Linked DNA regions of Mus musculus: region 1 is linked to region 2. The links are chromatin contacts, called in public ChIA-PET maps. All regions are on one chromosome and are shown on one strand. The core of a region is the stretch at or near the end of the contact, and the rest is flanking DNA. Distances in the headings are between cores, read along the strand shown.

Region 1 (2,700 bases), core at 20-2,519, 240 kb before region 2:
GAAAGCCCAAAGGTTTTTCTCAAGGGAAACCACATTATTGAGACGTTATTAAGACTTTCATTTAGGAGGAAAAAATACTGCTATAACTGAATCTACAAGTAAAATAATAGAACTGAATCCTATAAAAATGTTAACACATCGACTGTACACAGCCTTGTGTTTAAAGACATGACATGGGTGTTAACCCTGGCTTGGCTGGGAAATTGAACACATCACCACCATTTAAGAGTGATCGTCTAGTGGTAAAGTTCATATGGTTTTCCAAGTGTACTGGTCGAATTTTTGCCGACTATATCGATACAATTGAGAGTGAATTTAGTCAGGTATGTTGGTGCATATCTGTTTGCCCAGAATTCAGGAAGCTGCGGCAAGAGGATATCAATGCAGGCCAGCATAGGTAATCATGACGCTCTGTTTCAAAATAAAGCAATGCAAATATAAATTAAAAGGAAGTCTGAAGTTTTTAAGTGTACGTGAGTGCTTGTAGGAGATGTTTGCTCTTAGGTAATGCTATCTTCAGAAGTAGATTTTTTTTTTTTTTACTACAACGCAAATTACCATTTCAAATGTTTCCTTATTCAAATTTTAAATACGATAGCAAGTCCATTTAGGCCTTGAGTCGTAGTGTTAGGCATAGTCCTTAGCTGGAGAGGACTGTGTAATTCAAGGTTGAGCTATTCTTTCTAGTCCTGTCTGTTTGGATGAGGCCTGCTATGAATAGTCATTAAGTTTTCTAATGTTAAAAACATTAAACAACATCTTTCAATGCTGGGCTGTAGGCCTTTAAATGTAATATTAATTAATTGCCTTATTCTCCGTGATGCCCATCGTCACTCGTGATGTCCTGTACCAATAGCTTACTAATCAGATAAAAGCCATGTGGGCTGTGTAGCTGACTTGCATTCAGTTTGAATAGGAATTGTCCAGGTTGTATGTGAGTCATAAAAGTAAATCCATATTCCCAGGTTAAATCTGAGTGAGATCCTAAGTTATATAGTGACTGAGGAAGGAATGTTCCAGTGAAGGCCTGCTCTAATGAGCTTAGTGACTAGGCTCATTTTAAACTGCAAGAACTTGCTAGTTGTTGTGCTGGAGTGGGGAGTTAGTCTATAAACCTTCTTGTAGAAGTATCTAAGACAAAAACAAGGAAATATAATGTTCTAAACTCAGCCAGCCCAAACCACTTGAGCTGCTATGACAGCTCATAAAACTGAGAGTAGTTTTTAACTGGGCTCTGTTTTACATTGCCAAAGTGAATTTTCCTTGCAGGAAGTAGCCAGAGGGTTTATTTAGTTTCCAGCCTGTGGCTTTGATCTTGCTGTACTGTCACATCTCGGGTTACATAGCCCTTTTTCACTGCAGTAAATCTGCAACAGTTAATGAGAATAAAATTTCCTCCTTCTTGCTGATCGCATGCTGCTAAATGCCAAACCACAGCCAACTGCCTATTTGTACAGTTTCAGTAGGGTGTATGAAGACAGTGTGATCAGTTTAACCTTGTTGTCTTTGTAATTCATTTTATTGGCTTTTCTTCCTTTTCATGCAACCTAGTTTTTGCCGAGTCACATGGTTACAAGACCAAAACTGAAAGAAAATCTCAGAAAGTGGATGATGCTAAGCGTCGTTCCTGGGTGGGGCAGAGAGGTGGTGGATTTGCTCATTAAGATGAAAATTGGTCACTAAAAGGTTTAAAGGACCAGAACCTTTCTGTCCCCTATGCTTAAGTTATATACTTAGTGTGAACATACACTTATGATTAATTAGCTTAACGGGTAAGGTCATTATTTTTACTTCAGGTGCAGAAGTAATGCCATTGTACCAAGGAAATTTTGAGGCTTTCAGAAATCTTCATTTCTACATTATAAGAGCTACTCTTAAAGAAAAAAAAAACATTATTAAACTCACTAAGCCATTTTATCAAGTGAATAAAATTTTATCTCTGTACACATAGAGTAAATATTACAATTATTCAGTAAATTTATCGTTTTCTTGGTTTTTACCTTTTCTATTGCCTTGTTATGATTGGCAGTTAGAATTTAGCAAGTTGTCTGAAATTTACCTCAGATGACAATTTTGAATGATAGCCAAAATAAATACATTTTATTATGTGTTCTTATGGACCATATATAAAAATATGGTTATTATTAAGTAAAATAAAAAAATTTAAATCGGTTTTGTCATTTCTCACCACTTAAGTCACAGTTACTGTTATAGCAATCATATTCCATAGAATGAATCATTTCTCATAAAAATCACAACATTGGATGAGGCAGTGTGTAATGCCCATTCACTGAGTGTGTAATGCCCACTCACTGAGTGTGTAATGCCCACTCACTGAGTGTGTAATGCCCACTCACTGATTCAGCTGATGGTAAAAGCAGTGCTTAAAAGCAGATGGAGAACTGAGGAGGATATTTCTGAAGTAGAAACCATCCAATCAGATCTCTTGGAAATAGAGGATCCACTTTTTAGAAAATGCTAATTGTTGGTTGTTGCATTTTTAAGAGGGTAGTTGGCTAGCAAAGTGGCTCAGTAGGTAAATGCAGTTGACACCAAACCTCAGAACATATGCTGGATCTCTGAAACCCACACAGTGGTGTGAGAGAACTCTCCCAATGTCCTCTGACCTCCACATGCATGCCATGGCATATGTACACACGTTTACACACACACACATTTTTTTAAGGAAGTGAAAGAAAA
Region 2 (2,700 bases), core at 60-2,559:
CAGATACAAATGTCGTCAGAGACTAAGCAAACATCATGAGTGTCAGGATATTTAGCAATGATAACAATGTGGTGACCTTTGCGGTGTCTTTATCAGAATCTACATCAGGACTGGCAGGCTCCTATCACAGTGGTACTCACTAAGCACGGGGTCCAGAAAGAGGACGGGAAAGAAAACTTAACTCTGAGTGTTGGCTCCAAGACTGATCTGACACTTTCTTGGTAGGGGTCATGGCATGTCCGGGAGGAATGAGAAAGGCAGAATTACAGAATCTAGAAGTAAGCATTCTCTGTTTAACACTGGAGAAACATAGTTAGGCTATAGTGTGGAGCACTGGGGAGAATCCGTGCCATGAACTGGAGATTAAAGCATTCTCGGAAGAAAGCAAAGCATAGCCTCATTAGGACAATTTATATCTATCTGTGTTAGACTCGGTGTTAAGAAGCCAGCATGTCCTGTGAGCACCATAACATCCTGTGTGAAGCAGAGCTGTTCTAGTCACCTGACTTTATAGTGTGTGATTTTCATATTTTCCCATTTCTTTCTCTTTCAATGTACCCAAAACTTTAGCCAAATTTATGACAAACACTTTTAACAAAACAAGATTTATATTTGTAAAATCTACAGATATATAGGAAAATAGAGACATTAAAATAGTCTCGTAAATATCAACCATCCAAAGGAAATATTTCTAAGTGCTTCTGATATGCTCTCATGCAATTTTTGTAATAGTATTTTATTGTGTATATTTGATTTTAACAATATACTTAATATGTGCAATGTGAAATATTTCTGTATCACTTAACTTAGTATGGGCTTTCAAATATATGAGTAAAAGCAAGCACGTTTTTCATGAAAAAGAAACCACTTGCTATTCAGGTCCCACAAGTGTTCTCACACACACACACACACACACACACACACACACACACACCATTATAAAGCAAACAATTCATGTATGAATAACTAATTAATTAATTAACAGCATAATACGATATCCTTCGTTCAAGGCATCAGAACCTAAGTCAAGTTCTGGAGTTGGGGTTGGGATTGAGGAACTGGGTCTGGATAGAACAGAGTGAGGCTCTGGGCTTGTCCCTTGCTCTTATCCTCACGACACTGAAGTCTATACAGCTTTGAGGAAGAGCTCCAAAATCCTCAGCAGGATTATCAGGAGGATCAGACCCTTCCAGGAAAGCTACTCATTGCTCCACAGTCCTGCCTGTGGGTGTTCACTGCCAGGGCCTGCCACTCACCACAGCTTCCTGTGACCTTCCAGTTCCCTTCTGCTTTTAGCCCTTTGTTTACTCTGAGGGAACTTTCTCCTCTTCTTACTGGGTGTGCATCAAGTGAAATACCCACATGCGGTTGAGGCAGGAAGGTACCACGAGGCCTGAAATCCACAAGCTATTGTGACACTTCCGAGGGAGAGAGCGTTATCAGATCATTTTCCTTGTCACCGTCCCCACAGCCCTCTACACTCATCCTTGCAAAGTCACTGGAGAGCTGGAAATGACTCTGCCATGACTTCACCAAAGCAAGGACCCACACCCTTTTCCCCTCTGCATTTCTGGCTTACAGCCTTCTCTCTCTCTCTCTCTCTCTCTCTCTCTCTCTCTCTCTCTCTCTCTCTCTGTCTCTCTCTCTACACACACACACACACACACACACACACTGAACACAGGAAGACTTTGCAAGTGGCAGACTGTATCTCAGTCTCTGTATAAGTTGATTAGAGTGAGAGGTGTACTGCCAGGGACGGTATGGAATGAAGGGACAAGAAAGGTGCAGACAGTACCTGGAAACAACAAGGACTGCTGCCCCATTTCCTCTGATTTAAAGCCATATACTGCATAACCAAGACAAGGAGCAGAAGTCCCCGAGACCGTGTTTACACTTAGCCCTTCCCTTCCGAGTGTCAGCATGATTCATCTGGGCTTCATTGCGTCAAGTGACATACCCACATGTGGTTAAGGCAGGAAGGTACCACGAGCTCCCTCGAGAGAGGTCCACCTTGACAGCTACTGACATTGGCACCGAGAATCTGTTCGCTCTCGATCTGACTAAGTCGTTAAGATATCAAGATTCAGAGAGGTTAAGTGGCTTGTCCAAAGTCATAAAGTGTCAGTCCCAATCCAAGCCAGTCTCCAAGCACCTCAGACTTGTGTTTATATATGCTGCCAAATAACTGGGAGACCTGATTTCATTATCTTGGCGGGTCATTTATGCCTGGTCCTGCAGGTTGAGACTTCTGGGAAGTGGTGAAAATTGTCATTTACAGACAACCAATGAAATATGTATCCACTTTATTCCCTTTTACATTTAATCTTTGAGTGTGGCCTAAGTGTGACTTGCTATATAAATAAAAAGTACTGTGAGGCAAGAGTCACAGATTTTCATTGAAAATAAAGCATCCACGGCTGCAAAGGGGTCACCGTGCATAGTATAAGCTAAGACGTAGACCCAGATTCTCTCACCACTGGCTGGGAAAGAGAAAGAAATCACCCCCACTTTCACCTCTAAGTTCTTGGCATTGTTTGCTGGAAACATCATCCGGTTTGTTTCTCAAGAAGACATCAAGGGGGCGACTTTCCCTGAGGTCTAGGGCATTCAACGTGAAGCATGCCACTATCTCTCTAAAGGGTGCCAAGTCCCTTTTACAATCACTTCTGAAACCCTGAGTGGGTGAGATCTCAGAAT

What was found. ChIA-PET counts read pairs in DNA pulled down with a chosen protein or histone mark.
Region 1: an RNA polymerase II ChIA-PET map of memory CD8 T cells shows a contact between it and region 2, with 6 read pairs. The contact joins two enhancer-like sites. A contact is called at or near these places in 1 of 115 datasets of contacts at active chromatin or transcription factors (memory CD8 T cells) and 2 of 9 other capture datasets (liver and pancreatic islet).

Annotation. Positions count from the first base shown.
Region 1 is chr1:163,897,117-163,899,816 of GRCm38.p6, forward strand. The region is part of intron 19 of Kifap3 (kinesin-associated protein 3); the gene reads left to right. Among named protein-coding and RNA genes, the nearest start is that of Scyl3, 31 kb to the right of the region's middle. Within about 2 kb of position 1,270, at least 46 of the 459 cell types and tissues checked have an H3K27ac peak or open chromatin away from gene starts, as enhancers often do. A contact at or near this core is called in memory CD8 T cells, where this site is marked.
Region 2 is chr1:164,134,207-164,136,906 of GRCm38.p6, forward strand. The region is part of intron 8 of Selp (selectin, platelet); the gene reads left to right. Among named protein-coding and RNA genes, the nearest start is that of F5, 16 kb to the right of the region's middle. Within about 2 kb of position 1,310, at least 142 of the 459 cell types and tissues checked have an H3K27ac peak or open chromatin away from gene starts, as enhancers often do. A contact at or near this core is called in memory CD8 T cells, where this site is marked.